Regions from separate parts of the Cricetulus griseus genome. Here region 1 is linked to region 2. A link is a contact called in public Hi-C data. All regions are on one chromosome and are shown on one strand. Each heading gives the region's core, a stretch centred on a gene start, on an enhancer-like site or on the middle of the called end of the contact. The rest is flanking DNA. Distances are from core to core; before and after follow the strand shown.

The links. A called contact is a pair of places that touch in the nucleus more often than the background predicts.
Region 1: a Hi-C map of the CHO-K1 cell line shows a contact between it and region 2, with 3 times the contacts expected there. The contact joins the enhancer-like site here to the promoter of Actn1 in region 2. A contact is called at or near these places in 5 of 8 Hi-C or Micro-C datasets (the CHK-Q cell line, the CHL-YN cell line, the CHO-K1 cell line and 1 more).

What each region holds. Positions count from the first base shown.
Region 1 is chr5:123,430,514-123,436,004 of CriGri-PICRH-1.0, reverse strand. Actn1 (alpha-actinin-1) reads right to left here. Exons shown (of 22, transcript XM_027418397.2): 3 at 3,890-4,009. Among named protein-coding and RNA genes, the nearest start is that of Actn1, 59 kb to the right of the region's middle. Within about 2 kb of position 1,259, at least 3 of the 6 cell types and tissues checked have open chromatin away from gene starts, as enhancers often do. A contact at or near this core is called in the CHO-K1 cell line and fibroblasts, where this site is marked.
Region 2 is chr5:123,371,623-123,376,684 of CriGri-PICRH-1.0, reverse strand. Actn1 (alpha-actinin-1) reads right to left here and starts at 2,780. Exons shown (of 22, transcript XM_027418397.2): 1 at 2,381-2,780. The coding sequence starts at 2,485.

The DNA.
Region 1 (5,491 bases), core at 10-2,509, 61 kb before region 2:
AGCACGTTCATCCAGAAGTTTGCAGAAAATGCTGCGGGGGAGGCATTAAAATCAGGATGAGAAAGCTGGGATGGGTGAGAGTCATGTACTCAGGCTGACCGGGTGGATCCTCCTGCATCCACCTCCCAAATGCTGGCTGGGGTTACAGGTGTGTGTGGTTACAAGCCCCACCTCATAATGGATTATCTTTTTAAAGATGTATTTTCATCTATAATCTCCAGTATCCTAACAACCCTAACGCTGAAAAAGTTCAAATTGATAGGCACAGACTCCCAGCTCTCACAGGTAAACCGGCGAGAGACATGGACAAATACAAAACAGGAAATTAGGTATCATTTTCCCAGATGTTAAATTAATAAACTTTAAAAACAAATTTAAACACACACATTATTATTACACTGCAACCAGAAGCATAAACTGGCTTTAAAAAGGGAAGAAAAAAAAAAAAAAACCTGTCTGAAGAAGCTGGCTATGGGGAGCAAGCATCTCAAAGCTGTTCAATTCTGGCAATGAAATCCTATCTCTGTCCCCAGCCAGACCTGCAGTGCAGAGTAAGGTTTCTGTCTAAATACCCTGTAGTTCAGTTATTTATCATGGAAGCTATGTTCAAAGGACAAAGAGTGACTTAAGTCCCCAGAGCCCCACCGCCCTTCTGCTCAAAGCCATGGCTTTCCACCCCACCCAGAGTCCAGGGGCCCACAAGGCCCTCTCAGGCTGGTTGAGCCTCCTGGGCCCTTCCTTGCACCCTTTCTGGCATCCTCATTGTTCCCTCTCCCGGGATATCCACTGGGCTTGTCCCTCCCCTCCCCGCAGGCCATCTCACTGTAGCCTTCCTTGACCACCCACTGATGCTTCACTACTCTCTACATGATATCATAGGTACTTCTGGTTGTCTTCTGGATGGACAAGGATCAGACTTTACAGTCTTGCATCACTGCTCAGAGCCCAGTACAGGCCTAGCACTGAGTAAGGCCTCCATGAGTGAGTGAGTGAGTGAGTGAGTGAGTGAGTGAGTGAATGAATGAGGGAGGGAGAGAGGGAAGGAGGAAGGAAAAGAAGGAGGAAGGGAGGGAGGGAAGGAGAAAGGGAAGGAGGGAGGGAGAGAGGGAGAGGTTGATAATAGTGTAAGAGGCGGGCAGAGGCACACAGGCCTGTCATTAGCCCTGGAGAAACTATCAGTGCTTAGCCACTCCCAAGGCAGGCCCAGGTAACAGCTCAACCTTGCTCAAGCAGATATTAACAGACCCATCCACACTGCATTCCTGAGGCTTTAATGACTCAGGGGAAAGAAATCCTTACAATGAAATTTTATGGGCAGCATTCTGACTCTGAGGGGAAATTTTTTTTTTAGTTTATAAAAGCGGTGACACTCAAGTTCAGCTTTCCTGGAACGGGGGTGTTCCTCCCCTCTGCCTGACTCCATGACGCACCCTCCCTCCCCCCGGGACCTTTCAAGCACGAGTGGGACAATTGTTTTTGGGGTCCTCTCCCCCTTCCTCAGAACTCGGTGAATTCTAAGTCACATCGAAGAGGCAAAACTAACACCAGAGAAAAGGAGGGGCAATGGAGTGTTAAGATCAGGAGAGACTGTGGGGTGTGCTCGGGTCAGGAGGGACAGGGACAGTGGGGTGCGCTCAGCTAAGGAGCCCCTCACTGCCTCAGCCCCATTAATTATTCTCAGTCCTGGACCCCAGGGGACACAGTGGAGCCCGTCAGGACAGATGAGGGTTAGACCTCAGCCATGGAGCCTGAACAGGTGCCCTCTGTTTCAAAGCAACCTGCAATCTACCTCTGGCAATTTTTCTGAACCTGGCACCCCTCACCCTAAAAGACAGCCTGTCAAACCTGTGTCACCAGCCTATCCTGAGGAGGTAACCCTGGGATGCTTCCTGTTGAGTCAGGGTCAGGCTAGCTCAAGACATACTCAAGCATCTGCCACCTCTCTCCCTTCCTTTTTGCTTAGCCTTTGCCAAATTTTCCTTTCTTAAATTCTGCTTTTGCTGACTTCTCTTTTTCTAGACCTGCCATAATGGCCCTGCATTCCCACTCAGCAACAGCTGATCGGATCTATGTGAGCCCAGCCTTCTTTGAAGGAAAAGCTCTTTCCAATTCACTACAGTCCTCACCCAAGCCCATTTCCCACAATCTCTCCTCCCTTACCTTAGTGGGGACCTGAACTGGTGCCAGACCATTGAGTGGCACTTTTCTTGGCTTCCCCTGCCTGAGAAAACTCTGCCAGGCTTCAGCCTTCCCTAGTAGAACAAGATGTTCTTTTCTTTTTATTAAGAGGCAGAAAAATGCTTTTCCAGCCACAAAGTGAGTACCTGCCACACACATGTGCTTTGAACATACACCCAGCATCAGCAGCTAGAAGCTGTGGCCACAGGTCTAAGAGAACATAGCCTCTGCTCTTGAGACGGTCAAAGCTGCAGGGTTGCCAGGATCCAGAGGTGTGGCCACCACCTTGAGCACCAACCGCATAGGTAAGACAAGGGTCAGCTGATGCTCTCAATACAGGACCTGCCAAGGAATAGTTTTGGCTTCGCTGGCCACATGATTTTTGCAACTACTACTGAACTTCACTGCTGACACCCAAAGAGGCACCAGATGATGATGGGCAGACAGATGGTTTTGTGTTCAGTGTTTACCAAAACCTTTGTCAACCAGACACCCTGCAGTTTGTTTCCCCTGTTAAAGCTGATGGATGCGCAGAAAACCCTTGTGTGTCTAGAGGAAAAAACGACTTTTCTCGTTACCCACAGAGGATTGGATCTCACAGATTTAGAGGGAGCAATATCCCAGAACTGGGTCTGTGCTTTGAACAATCTTTGTACACTGTAAATATGTATTACTCTCATTGGCTAATAAAGAAACTGACTGGCCAATAGATGAACAGGATAAGGTTAGGTGGGAGAGCCAAAATGAGAATGATGGAAGGAAGAAGGGCGGAGTCAGTGGAGTCACAGCCAGACACAGAGGAAGCAGGGTGTGTATGGAATGAGGTGACAAGCCATGAGCCACGGGGTAGAGCTCATAAGAAATATGGGTTAATTTAAGTTGTAAGAGCTAGTTAGTAATAAGCTTGAGCTATCAGCTGAGCATTTATAATTAATGTTGAGTGTTGGTTATTTGGGAATTGGCAGATGGGAAAGAAAAGTCCACCTATAGACTTGGGTTCTAGATTGGTCACTCACAGAAGATGGGACCAGAGCAAGCGGCATGGTCACCTGTTAGCATGTTTTTCTACAGTGGGGGTGAGCATTAGAGATACTCTGCCCTGTGGGGTCACAGGTTAAAGCATTCTTCAGCCTGGCTTTCCTCAGGACAAATGAGTCCTCACACACACACACAGCCATTGCTGTGTCTTGATGGTGTCTTTCAATCCCTGGCATCCCACTGCAGGTCCCCAAAGAACACATGCTATGTTCATAGGTTATGGCATCAGAGGGCCTGGTTAGAATATTCTAGCTGTTCCTTCAAGCCAGCACAACATACACCAGAAGCCCTGCTATATTCTAAATGTGAAGAGTATGACACCAATGGCTTCAATGGCTTTTTGTTCAAAAAAAGAAATAAAAAAAAGTCTTGAAGTGATGGCAAAAGAACCAGGAAGATGATGACGCTACGAAGAATGCTTCTTGGAGAACTGCAGTGTCTCCCCAGGGCCCTGTCAGCCACAAATCAGTCTGCACTGCCCCACCCACACAGCACCCCTGCAGGGAGGGTAGCTGAGTTATCAGCACTGCGGGTACAACTGCACACCATAAGGACTACAGTGAAATAATGGGAAAGGGGCAAGTCCTGGTGTGGCCCTAGGACAGCACTGTCATTACAGGAGTCAGAGCAGAAAGGACCAAGCAAACACTGATCACGGGGTATCACGCCTCACCTTCGGCCCCGATGGACACCAGCTTGACTCCTTTGCTGGCTATGAAATCCAGGGCCTTGTTGACGTTGGAGATCTTGTGCACTCGCATCTTGCCTCTCTCTGGCTTGGCCAAGCGTTCACCTGATCAAGAGGGAGGAAAATGAAGGTGAGGTGCAACTGTCCAGGAACCAGGGCCACCCTCGCACCCCTCATCCAAAGCACTTCTTAAATGGGCACAAGCATAATTTGCCTCTCAGATGTTCGGAGGTATCACCTGGGAATCAAAAAGAAGTTGATTCTCATTCTCCTACTTCTCAGAGACAAACCTGCATGCATTAGCTCGAAATTTGTATCTTTGTTTTAAAAATACTTTTTAAAAATTTGTGTGTGTGTGTGTGTGACCTATGTGCAGGTACCTGAGGAGACCAGAAGAGGGCACTGGATCCCCTGGAGCTAGAGTTATAGACAACTGTGAGCCACCAGCTGTGGCTATTTGCTAACAAACCCAGGTCCTCTGGAAGAGCAGAAAGCTTCAGTCTCTCTAGCCTCAACATTTATTTATTATGTTCCCTAGATGCCAGAATCTGAGGTGCTGGGCATATGAGAGTTTGTTTCCTTTTATGTAATGTAGTCCAGTAGGAAAGGACAGGTCTTAAATTAAAAAGCAAATAAACATATACAATGAGCAAATACCATATCCTTCTTGCTATAACGTGCTTACACCTCCTAAGCAACATTTTAAATAAATGCATGGAAGCAAGATGGAAGAATCAGAGGATATGGACTAGAGCCTGAGAATGCTATAAACGAAGCTTAATGAGTGTGTCTGGTGGGAATTCAGAAGACCAGAGTACCAACAGAAACAAAGCCAGTCAAGACTGAACTCAGGAGGCTTCAGACGGGTGCAAGGCACACAATGGACTAGAGGTATTCATGTAACATTCTGGCTGTGGTGATATCTTGCTTGTACAAATAAAGAGTGTCTGAAGATCAGAAGGTGGAGCTTGCTACTAGCTATCCATAGATGTCTGGAGGTCTGTACAGAGAGACAGGAAGTGAGATGGCTGAGCGGAGAAAGGAATACCGGTTGGAGGAAACAGGAACTTGGTCTCTTTTCTGCTGGGAGGATAGTGAGGCAAAGGTGGCTTTGGCTTGCTCCTTCTCCTCTCCCATCTCTCAGCGTTTTCCTCTATATCTGACTCCAGGATTTTATTATTAGGACCTATTAGAACTTGTATTAAATGTAGTTGATGTCCTGGAGCTCTGTGGGAAGCTGAGTTTAAAAGGGAGGGACAAATTCATGGGGTAAAGAAATCTCAAGACAGCATCACATTGAAGCTGGGGCATAGTTACGGACAGGTGCTCTTAGCAACGTTTACAAAAAGAATTAAGGACAAGGAGCCGAATGGAAAGATCTGAAAAATCTGAAGCCTCACCCCCAAAAGAGCAAACTAAAAGTTGTGGACAGATAGGGTGTGGTTGCTAATGATCAGCGACATTAAAATGTAGCCAAGACAGCACTGATATGATCCAGGAGTTTCTTTCTTAATGGCCTTCCCAGCTAGTCCTCTCTCCTCTGTGTCAGAACTAACCACTTGTGACTAACAGAAATTTTTTGGATTC
Region 2 (5,062 bases), core at 1,531-4,030:
ATGAATGGCTAGGGCCACAACCTCGGACCAGGTTTTCCAAGTGAAGAGCAGAGAGCCCTCTGCCAGGTTCCCACTACCAACCCAAGCAGATGTGGATTCCCAGACACCAAAACCCTCTGACTGGGGAAGCCAGCTCTTCCATCCTTTCTTCCCATCCCTCCTCCAGCTGCCTCCCAATCCACCACACACCAGCCCCCACCCAGCCCAGGCTACTTCTCTCTTACCCTGGTTTACTCATCCTCTCATGTGTCTAGCTCAGAGCTGCTGGGATCTACGAGATATAACAGGTACCATTTGGCACACATTAGCCAACATCAACCTACCTATATTACATTATGATCAGAGATGACCAAATTCCCCTTGTTCCCACAAGGTCAGCGTTCTGGGACTCTATCATTTTCTCTCCTACCTCACTGAATATGCTCATTCAGCCATTTATTCTTTAATACTCAGTGAACATATAGGCCCAAGCGTCTGGATGCCAGAAACTGAGTCCCACAGCCCTTACTGGGCCTGGCTCTTCAACAGCTCCATGGTGCTGTTGAACTCCTGGAAGGGACTTCTGTTCTCCATGGAAGATCCCAAGATTTCCACCATTCTGATCCCACCCCTCCTGTCCATGTTGAGAAAGTTTTTGGATTTTTTTGTTTTGTTTTGCTTTTTGTTTCTTTTTTTTTTTGAAAGAGAAACGAGCAGGGGAGGGGGATCCCTTGTCCTCCCTGGGAGTCTCCAAATTGCTCACCCAGTTTTCTCCTCCACCAACAGTCCCAGGAAATAAACTAAAGTGATCGAAGCAGGGAAAGACCCTCAGCTCCGGGAGAGGGGGAGGGGGCTGACAGGAAGAGGGCGGTGTCTTTAAACTACCAATACATTACAAAGAATCAGTTCAAAGCCAAAGGACTCTCTTAAGAGTCCATGTTGCTGTAAGAGACAGGGGCAGGGCCCCAGGTCGCCTGTTTAAGGAAGCCCATTGTGGTGTGGTTTAAATTACCCCTGCTTGTCTGAAGTGAGTAAAAGGGCACCGTTTCAGGGCTTAGGATTCCTGAGTGAGCTAATACAGGATGCCTTTAGCCGAAGGAGAAAAAAAAAAAGAAAAAGAAAAAACTTCAGTCGGCTCTCTAAACTCCCCCCCTTTTAAGTTTAAAAAAGGGAATGAATGTTACCATTTTTGGACATGAGCATTCTCCCTCAAGCCCAGCCCTAACCGCACTATCCAGAGGGACGCGCCATCCTGCCCCCCCATACCCAGATCACGAAGGCGGGGGGGGGGAGTATGAAATGGGGAGGGATTGGACAGGAATGGGGGGGTTCGGGGTACGTGGCTGCCTAGGGAAAAGGCTCGCTTTGCAGGCAGGAAGCCGCGGCAGGGTTAATGCACACACACACACACACACACACACACACACACACACACACACACACACACACACACACACGCGAGTGGTTTCTGACCTCTTCCTGCCACTAGCCAGAACCCATCACCAATTCCCCAGCCCAGACGGGGCAGCAAACCTGGACCTCGCTGATGGCTTTTAGGATACAGCGAGTGGCTAAGCAGGGATCCTCAAAGGACGATCCCAAATATCTCCTGGGACGGTCCCTGACCCCTGAGCCCTTCAACTACAGCCAAGCTACCCAAACTCGCGTTTCACCAGGAAAAGAGCGAGCCGGTGGAGCAGAACACAGATGCAAGGCTTGCAGATACCAGCTCACTGAGTTAAGCAATAAAACGGTTCACCGTCCTGACCCCGCCCCCACAGGGCCCCGGGAGCCCGCGAACAGCCCCCGATTTTCTCGGCCCCAGCCGCACTCCAGCACGTCCACTTCCAGGTAGATACCGAAGCGGCCGCCAAACCCTCCGGCACCCGCTCCGATGCCTGCCGACCCGGCTAGGGACGCAGAGTGCCGGGCACCTTGCCCCTACTGTACAGAGCCCCAGGGGCGGCCCAGGAAGAGCGCTGCCACCGCACGCCATATGGAGGCGCCAGGAAGAAGGGAAGGAAGGGGAAAATCGATCCCGAGTAAGCAGCCATGGAGCCCAAGTCTCAGCCCCAGCCTCTTGAGCACCGCCCCCACGCCCTGCCCACGCCGGCATGGTTTCGGCAGCAGCGGGGTGGCCTGGACCACCCGCCCCGAGGCGACCTGCCCGCCGGCGGGGCCACCTCCCCGCGCAGGGGCTCGCGGTTCGCGGGCTACAGGGCAGGGTTGCTCCCCTCTTCCGCCCGGTGCCTGTAACCCAATACCCCAGCTCGCAGTGGCCGCGCTGTCCCCGCCTCCGCTCTTGCGCGCCGGGAACTGGTTTCCAGTCGGGAGCCCAGGAGTGCGGCGGGCAGAGCGGATTTGGGACTCGGGGATGCGGCGGGTGGGGGTAGCTGCTAACCTTCCTCTGCTGCTTCTCCCAGGCCGGATCCAGGAGCAGGTCCCGGTCCCAGTCCTCTTCGGGCTGCATGTAGTCGTTGGTCTGCTGGGAATCATAATGGTCCATGATGGTGCGCGCGTGCTAGGGGCTGGATTTTTTTTTTTTCCTCCACCTTCTCTCCAGGCGACGGCAGCTGCTGCCCGGGTGTGGGAAGGGAGTCAGCAGGGTTGGGCTAGGCTGGGCTGGCGGGGCCGGGCGCGATCGCTCCCCTGCGCCCGCTTCCGCCGCGGCTCTGCTAGCGGAGGCTGCTGCTGATGGTGGCGGCGGCTGGAGCTCGCGGACTGCCTTCCTGGGGCGCGCGCTCCGACCTAATCTCCACGCACACTGTGCTCAGTGAACACTCGCGCTGCCGGAGCCGAGGCGGGCGGGGGCGGGGAGAAGGGGCAGAGCCCTCCCGAGGTTCTCCATTGGCCAGGCCGAGTTGCCCAAACTTCCCCCCAGCGCCTCTCATTGGGAATTCCTGGCATCCGTCAGGCGGGTCCCTGTGCATATAGGTGGACTGGGCGGCCCCCTCTGGGCACGCACGCCACCGCCCACTCTCTGGGTTCCCACTCCCCCGCAGCTCATGTGACACCACCTTAAGCTGAACGGGAGTGGAGCCTGGGGACGCCTCCCGGAGCTCGGGGACCAAATAGCACTGCGTTCAGCAGCCGCGCGAGTCGTCGAGGATTGGCCCAGTTCCCTGCCGGCGGGAAGGCCTGGAACTTGGGCGCACCGGTGTTCCTGTGGTCCCAAGCGAGCTCCAAACCCCGGTCCTGCAAGGGAAAACCCGAGGAATATTTCGTTTTCTCTTTCTGGGGGAACCTGGGCCGGGACAAGTCCGTACCCTGGAAAGAGGAGGGGAGGGCCTACAGTAAAAAGGAATTTCCTGATTCCACCACCGCGCCCGCCCGCCCGCCCGCCCCTTAGGACCAAACTGATCCCTGTCTGGAGCTAGGTTTGTGACCAGCACACGGTTCTCAGGCCACTGAGCGTCCCCACCTCGTCAAGGAACCTTTGGGTACTTCTCTAGGGCTCGGGGCACTGGCCCGCTGCGGGCTTCATGAGTGGCAGCCGCGCTGCCTAGCTTCCCAGGCTCTCTGTAGGTATGCCCAGGTGGACTGACACAACTGAAGCTATCTTCTTCTCCAGCTTTCCTACACTTTCCTGAAAACTAGGAAGGGCCCTGGAATGACCTACCTATACCACGAATCCTTCCAAATACATACACCTGACGTATGTGAAAACTGAGATTCAAGAGCTGAGCTGGGCGAGAGACTTAGCATATCATGGACTCTACAGGTCAATTCTGTATCTACCCTTGTGCCTGACAAAACCTTACTGTCCTTGGAGGAGGAAGAAATAGTGCAAGAAACAACTAAACTACTTGGTGCCTGCTGCTGCTCTCTGGGCTCAGCAAAGGGGGTGGAAATTTCTTGGTCCAGTAGCGTTGCATCCTGGGAAGAGGCTGCCGGCTTCCTGGTGGTCTCCTGAGGGATGGATGCTGAGTATGAAAAGCAGTAGCCAGTAAGCCTGCTGTTTGGTTGTGCGCTCTGATGTGGACAAGAGATACGCCCTTCTTGCATCTAGGGCTTTATTTATACAGTCGTCCCTTAATATTCAGGGGAACTGATTCCAGGACCACTGCAGATACCAAAAATCTGCAAATGCTTAAATCACATGTATATAATGGCACAAGATGGATATGTAACCTACATACACTCACTGTACATTTTAAATCATTCCGGGATAGAAATGACATGTGACTACTCATACTGTTGAGGAAATCCTGACAGGAAAAAGAAGTCTACACAGTCAGCTCCCCCACACACACCCTTGGGAGACTTTTAATCTGTGGTTCAATCCAAGATTCTAACTTGTAAAAATGGAGGCCAAGTTGTATTTGTAGGACGACTGGTTGTTAATCTTGAAGCCAGAATAGTCTATCATGTTACACAGTGATGTTTACTGACAGGAAGAGTTCTGAATAGAATACTTAAAAGCCCACAACGGTCAGAGTGGGAGTGGGGTAAAAAGCCTGCCTGTGGTAGGCAGAGGACACTGTGATGCCAGTAGAAGCAGATATCAGCAGTGTTAGTCCTCGAGTCATTAGTCAGCCACACGTTCATGCCAGTGTTAACCATCAGCACTGTGCCTGTCCTCTCTAAGGAAACAACAGGAGATTTATGAACTATTTCATAAGCCTTTCTAAACTATGATTCTAAACCTAACATAGAAGGCAATGATGATGCCATATCTGTTCATTCACTCAATAAATTTTTTTTTCTGAATACCTTCTGTGTGTCGGGGAACATGCTAGACATCATGTATATAATAAAGATGAAAAAAATCCACAATCCCTTCCCCACACAGCCTGTCAGAGACAAACTTGGAAGCAAAGATGTGACTGAATGAGACAGAAGCAGGGGTCTGTCTGGTGCCGTTCTGCAGAACCCTGGGGAGCCCTGAGCTGCATGGGGAAGAAGGGTCCAGGTAGAAATTGCCTAAGCTCTAGGGAATAAGACTCAGATGAGTGTGGGATATTATTCCAGGGAGAGGGACGGGGTAGTCAGCACAAAGGGCACAGGAGACTCCATGGCATACGGCTGGATGTCTACCATCTCAAGGTGGCTAGACTGGAGCTATTAGGGGAATGAGGCTGGA